Linked DNA regions of Mus musculus: region 2 is linked to region 1. Evidence: chromatin contacts called from public promoter capture Hi-C data. All regions are on one chromosome and are shown on one strand. Each heading gives the region's core, a stretch centred on a gene start, on an enhancer-like site or on the middle of the called end of the contact. The rest is flanking DNA. Distances are from core to core; before and after follow the strand shown.

Region 1 (3,293 bases), core at 264-2,763:
CAGAATTTTAGGAATAGGGATATGGGGTTAATGATTACATCTATTCTACCTGGGCTTAACCTAGAAACCTGGACATAGTAGAAACGTATGGCCAAGACAAAATGGTTATGATCCACATCTGAGAAATCAGGAATGTTTTTGAAACCTTTATATAAATACATTTCTGATTGCTAGTCAGAGTTGCAAACGACCCCCAACTTGCTGTCTGACTCAACCTTCCCCTTGCCCAAGCCTTACATCTTCTTTGGAACCTGTTCATTCCTGGGCTGGGCTCCCATACCCCAGCTATAGTAATAGCATAAATCTACGTGCAATCTGAGGACTTTCTCTGTGAGTAACATAATAGAGGCTGAAACTTAGGCTAGCCAGAGGAAGAACTGTCTCCTAAAGTTTTCACAGTGGGAGGACTTGTCAGACCACCTTGTAGAAGGTATAGAAGCATAGACAGTGATGGGCCAATGCTGAGCCAGACAATATCTGGACCTGGGCTGCTTAGCCAGGCATATAAATCTCTGGTCTACCGTTTAATCCTCAGCGAAAAGGTCAGGATCTACCAACAAGCTCGGTAGGCCGTGTGTGTGTGTGTGTGTGTGTGTGTGTGTGTGTGTGTGTGTGAGAGAGAGAGAGAGAGTGAGCGAGAGAGAGAGAGAGAGAGAGAGAGAGAGTGTCCTTGAGACTGCCTGCTTGTGTTTTTCTCTGGTTCTTTGTCCCTCTTCCCAATGTAGGTGCGTTCAACAAATCTTTCTCTGCTTTTCACCGTTGTCTCTTAATTGGATATTAAGGCTGGTGGCAGAGCTTAGCTAGTTAGGGCTTCCAGGAGATAGAGTCTGACTCTTGTAACTCTGATCTACACTTTCAAGATCATGCACTGGAGGTTTGTGGTTGCGCATATGATAAGCGAGGGACAGGATAAAAACCTAACCCTTTTCCACTTTACTCCACTCTGAGGCCAAAGGCAGGAATGCCTGAAATCCTGGCTGTTTGATATTGTTCCATTATGTCACCTTTGGCATTAGAATAACAATGTACCTTGCTTGGGCTCCGGAAATCACATACACCAGGCTCTTCTCTGATTCCTGATTTTCTTGCCTACTAACCAGATATGTCCAGAGGGCAGAAACATTTTGTCACCAAGTACCAATATTTACTAAATGAAAGGACTGCAATACAATATTTCCTTTTAAATCATTACACAGATTTGGTTCTAGTAAACAGTGCAAAAAAACCCCATAGAACCAATGAAGGCTGTGACTTTATATATTGTGATAATAGAAATGCAAAGATCTATTTGCTTGTATCCTCTTTGCCATCCATGTTATTCTGCTGGCCAATTATGTTAATCTCGTGACCATGGGGTTCTCTGGTCTATAAAATATTTAGCTGATTTAATAATTATTCTTCTATATTATTTATCATTATTAAATATGTGTACTTACTCAAAACAATAAGAATGAAAACAAAACATTAAGAAAACAAAACAAAGGCCTGTGGCTCCTCCTCCAAGCAACCCCCCTCCCAGTGGTGATGAATGGGAGGGACTGTATCCCCCCCCACCCCCTTCGGGAGGCTATCTTTTCACTGTTTTAGGCCGTTTTGAATTTCTTTTCTTTAGAAGAGGTATTTTTAATCAAAGTAGCTACTGTTCCTGTGATTGGCGCACGACCAGGGGCCGAGGACACTGACGGGCGGCAAGGCTGGGCTGGTGAAATGCAGTCCGTTTGGTGATGGAGCATCTGAAGGTGCGCTTTTCCCTGGTCTGCAAATCGCTCACACTTTGAATGAACCCATCTTTACAGGCTTTCCCTACTGGAACGTGAGCTTTCTAGGCGTGCGTTTTCTCTAGAATCTCTCGGAAGGACACGGCCACGGGAGAGGCGAGGGTAACTGGGAGACTGTGCGGCTCGGCGGGCTGGGCCGTCAGGCTGAGAGCTGCTGCTGGGAGGGCGTGACTGGCGAAGGCTGGAGGTTCGGCTTTTTCGCGCTAGCTGCATCCAGATGTGCAAGCCACTGTTCTCCAGGAAGGCTTCGCCGCGGAGCCCCGGCCCAAACGCCTTCCAGGAGGTTTGTCCCTGCCTGCGCGCCGTGCCCTGAGCTCTCAGGCAGGGAAAGCGCGCGGACATGGGCGAGACCATGTCAAAGAGACTCAAGTTCCACCTAGGAGAGGCGGAGATGGAGGAGCGGTCGTTCCCCAATCCCTTCCCAGACTATGAAGCCGCCGCCTCCGCCGCAGGGCTCGCCGCTGGAAGTGCGGAGGAAACCGGCCGTGTCTGCCCTCTCCCCACCACGGAAGACCCGGGCCTCCCTTTCCACCCTAACGGGAAGGTGAGTTGGTTGCCAGGGCCGGGACCAGCGGTTGGGAGGGTGAGGCCACCTCCGCCAATGGTAGCGTCCGGCGGTCACGCCCTGGGTGCGCTGACGTCATCGGCGTACGTCCCGCCCGGTGTAGGTCCTGCCCAAGCAGCCGGGGAAAGGCTGCGGAGCTGTGCTTTCCCCATGATGAGACACTGAAACAGTCTGATGGAGCACTGTGATGGTTCCTGGCAGTAAAATGTGAATTTGATGTTAGTTAGGTAGAGTTTTGTCACACCTGCCTGTGGGCACACCCTTGCTTGGAGAAACGCTAAAGTCACGCCCTCTTAATTTTTTTCCGATTTGTTTTCTTCTTTAACAATTTCATTTTTCATACATGTATTTAATGCGTTCTGGTTGCTTCCACCCCACTGTCTTTCATCTCCTTCCCTCGTCTGTACAGTTACCTCTCCTATGAATTGCTTCCCCCCCCCCCCATCCATTTATGTCTTTGTTTGTTTTATCCCCCTTGGGCTTGACCAGGACTGTCTCTGTGAACTGTCCCTTGGAACCTGGTGGGTTCAGTGGGGTACATACACAACTGAAGACAATGGCTACCCCTCTTCCAGAGTCAGTCTGTTGCTGAGAGTTTGGCATTAAGGATTAGAGTCCCGTGAGCCCCTCCCCATCTGTGACTGACTGTTGGGAGGGCCTGTCCTGTGCACATCCTGCAAAAATAATTATATTTATAGCAATTCTGAGCTCATGGTCACATTGGCTGTATCGTCTAGGATTTTTCCATTCATTTCCCCTATCTTTTGGCTCTTGATTTTTTTTCTTTTTCCTGACCATTCTTCCTCAATGTTCCTAAATCTTAGAGGGTGTAGTTCAAATGGCTTGTTTATGGCCAAACCCTCAGGTGCCAGTTGCAGTGATAAGGATCCTTTGGGTATGTGCCCAAGAGTGCTATAGCTGGGTCTTAAAGTATTATTTATGTTTGAAAC
Region 2 (3,293 bases), core at 390-2,889, 1.3 Mb after region 1:
TTCTAGTTTCACTATAGCGACCAACAATGTAAAATAGTTTTCAGGAACTCACATGGTCATTTTTGCTCTACATAGCAGGCATTCTATTTTTGTGTAGCTACAACAGGGCTTAGTAATGGCCAATACTTTTTATCTAAAACATGACCTGCTTAGAGATCTTGAGGACCGACATCATTGGAAGGACAAAAGTTCCCAACCTAACAATTAGATATTAAAACTCCAAAAAGTGTACATTAGTTTTGTTCTCTTAGAAATTTCAAGCATGGGGACTTTTCCACCAAATCAATGTAGAATTATAGATTACTCTACACAGCACTTTCTTCTACATTAAGTATCAATTCTCTGATAAGGTACTCTGAACACCACATCAAGTTCCTATTACAGTGGACATGTCAGGACAGCAAAAGAAAAACAACCACACTGGCTCTCACCACAGCCAGCCTGAAGGAATCTCTTTACCAAAAATGATACACTTTTAAAATCATATTTCTGTTGCTAAAGCACAAACAAAATATACATGGGATTGTTTCTTTTCAGTAAATTCATTTCATCTAAGTATTTTCAATAAATTGCCATTACTGTCTGATTTTTGACAATACCATTTTCCATAGAAAACTGTAAATGAAACATATATATGAAGTCAAATGTCACTATCACTAAGTAATTGCAATTCAGATGTAACCATATGATTAGCACAAGTCAGTTTTTAAACTATGAACTGTGACCTTGGGCGGCTCAGACTTTCTGTGGGGACAGGACTCAGTGATTTCTGTAGTGGCTTTAACACACAGCACTCAGCACTCGGGTCTACTTCACCAGCAGTGTGCTTCCTAACAGCCAGGGCTATGTACAGTTAGTTACCTTTATTTATTTCTATAGGACTCAGAGAGACACCCCACCCCCTGCCCCCATCACAGTCCTCAAAAGCAAAGCCAGAACCCTGTGCTCTATCACTCTTACACAGCATTTTTTTTTTCCTTTTTGGTTTTTGTTTTTGTTTTGTTATTTTTTTCCAAGCGTCATTTGGGTAACCAATCTACCTAGAATTATTCAAGGAAAAACATTGTTCTCAACCTTTATTCCGATAACTACAATATACTTGAAGAAAGTCCTTGCCTAGAGAGCAGAGAATCAGATCCATCTATGAGCTCTAACAGCCTGGAGACCCAGGAAGCCCATTCAGTTTGCTTTGCTTCGGTTTGCAGAGGTATTGTCTTAAATACACTTCCCTTAAAAGAAGGTATAGCTGAACCCAATAATCATGAGCAACTACACAAAAGTGTCAGTGAAAGAGAAGTGCGCTATTTAAATGTTTCTATCTGGTCTGAGGAAAGAGCACTGTGCAGAACAGACTGCAAGGTTTGCAGCCTGTTACTAATGATGCCGAGAGCACTGGCCAAGTACGCTGCCCAGAAAATACCAAACAGCATAAGAAGCAGAGAACACTACCTTCGCAGCGGCATGATTTCACAAGCCATCCTCGTGTGCGAATCTGCACGGGATCCCCGAGTGCCTTCCAGTCAAGCCCTGTGTGCAGGACCCGCGGAACACACAACCTGCTGCAGCTGACACTGCCTCTCCACCTCCAGCTGCAGGCAAGGATATTTATCGGCTGCCTCCACATTTACACTGCAGTCCACTTTGACCTTTTGTTCCAGCGAAGCAGCTGAAACCCAGAGCCAATCAGAGGCGGAGCAGTGGAGTGTGAAAGGCTGCTCCTCCTCCTGATCCTCCTCCCGCTTCTCCCGCTCCTCCTTCTGTCCCCACCCCACTTTGCTCTGCTCGCTGCTTAGTGGGCTTGGCAAGCCCCAGCAACCTGAAACTTTCCTCTGAGAGGTTCCAGACAAGTCTGTCAGTCTGTGAAGAGCAACCAATAACTGCAGAGGAGCCCAATCCTGCATGGCTCAAAGTGCAAGAAAAGCCAGCAAGGAAATGCAGTGTCAAGGACAGACAGCGTCCCTTAAGGTCCCGTTTCTTTGAGGCCCAAGTTGGACTGCACCTTGTTTTTTTCTAAAATAAATAAACAAATAAAAACTACCCAAACAGTAGCCAGAGAAAGCTTTTCCAGATTGTTCTAGGCTTTTCCTGACGAAATACCTGAACCCTTGCCCTACCCACAGTTTCTTCCCCAGATACTTATTTACACTAGGTTGTGAGCAGTTCCTGGTGACATCACTCAAGGGGAAGAGGACAAGGTGCCCTAACTGGATTCAGGTCTTCAGGAGATCAAAACATCTACTGGTGTGGCCCTTCTGTTTGTTGTTTTTACATTCTACCCAAAATGTCAACTGCACTTGGAAGAGATTTGTTTCTTATTATATATTCTTATATTTTACAAAACCAATTTTTCCAATAAGATTTTCTAAGTGCTTGTAAATGATCTTTTATTATTTTGTATCTCACATATGTGTGTGTGTGTGTGTGTGTGTGTGTGTGTGTGTTTGCCTGCATCTGCATGGCATGTGTGACTGTTGCCTAAGGGGGCCAGAAGAGGGCATTGAATCCTCTGGAACTAGAGTTACAGATGGCTAAGTGGCCATGCTGGGAACCAAACCTGGGTCCTCCAGAAGAGCAGCCAGTTCTCCAGCCCCTGTAATTTCTTCAGGGCCACTCACTATTTCTAGGGAAGTAATTGTAGTTCACAGGCTTCATACAATGCAAGAAACACATCTTGTACAATTTATTTCATATTATGCAAATTTAATAAGTTCTAACACAGCCTACTTTCGCATTAACCTGATACAAGCTAGAGTTACATAGAAGGAAAGAATCTCAATTGAGAATAGCTTTTAAGACCTTTTTCTTAATTAGTAACTGGACGGGGAGGGCCATTGTGGATGGTGCCACCCTGGGCTGGTGGTCCTGTGTTCTATAACAAATCGAGGTAAGCATGTCACGATGAGCAGGCCAGTAAGCAGCATTGGTCCACAGGTTCTGCATCAGCTCCTGCTTCTAGGTTCCTGCCCTCTTGGAGTTCCTGTCCTGGCTTTTTTAAATCATGAATTTAATGTGCAAGTGTGAGCCAAATAGTGTGTGAGGGCGCGCATGAGCGTGCGCGCGCACACACACACACACACACACACACACACACACACATTTGCTTTCTGGTCATGATGTTTTCATTGCAGTAATAGAAACCCTAACTAAGACATATTGCAAATTAAAATTACCTGTGCTTATAGAAAACATTTACATTTTAGTAAGAGTTTTGATAGTTTATTAAAATAACCTTGGCATGAAGGAATACCTTCTGCAAATAAAAGGCAGAGACACCCACACACAAACACACACAC

The links. Promoter capture Hi-C pulls out the DNA fragments that hold promoters and counts their contacts.
Region 2: a contact with region 1 is called in a promoter capture Hi-C map of hippocampal neurons, with 4 times the contacts expected there. The contact joins the promoter of Fam13a here to the promoter of Lancl2 in region 1. A contact is called at or near these places in 3 of 39 promoter capture datasets (embryonic stem cells, hippocampal neurons and pre-B cells), 1 of 484 Hi-C or Micro-C datasets (uterus) and 1 of 115 datasets of contacts at active chromatin or transcription factors (astrocytes).

The regions. Positions count from the first base shown.
Region 1 is chr6:57,700,942-57,704,234 of GRCm38.p6, forward strand. Lancl2 (LanC (bacterial lantibiotic synthetase component C)-like 2) reads left to right here and starts at 1,514. Exons shown (of 9, transcript NM_133737.2): 1 at 1,514-2,322. The coding sequence starts at 2,119.
Region 2 is chr6:59,022,863-59,026,155 of GRCm38.p6, forward strand. Fam13a (family with sequence similarity 13, member A) reads right to left here and starts at 1,640. Exons shown (of 18, transcript NM_153574.2): 1 at 1,450-1,640. The coding sequence starts at 1,478. It overlaps Gm52905 (a long non-coding RNA gene), which reads left to right. Exons shown (of 2, transcript XR_003956447.1): 2 at 1-2,048.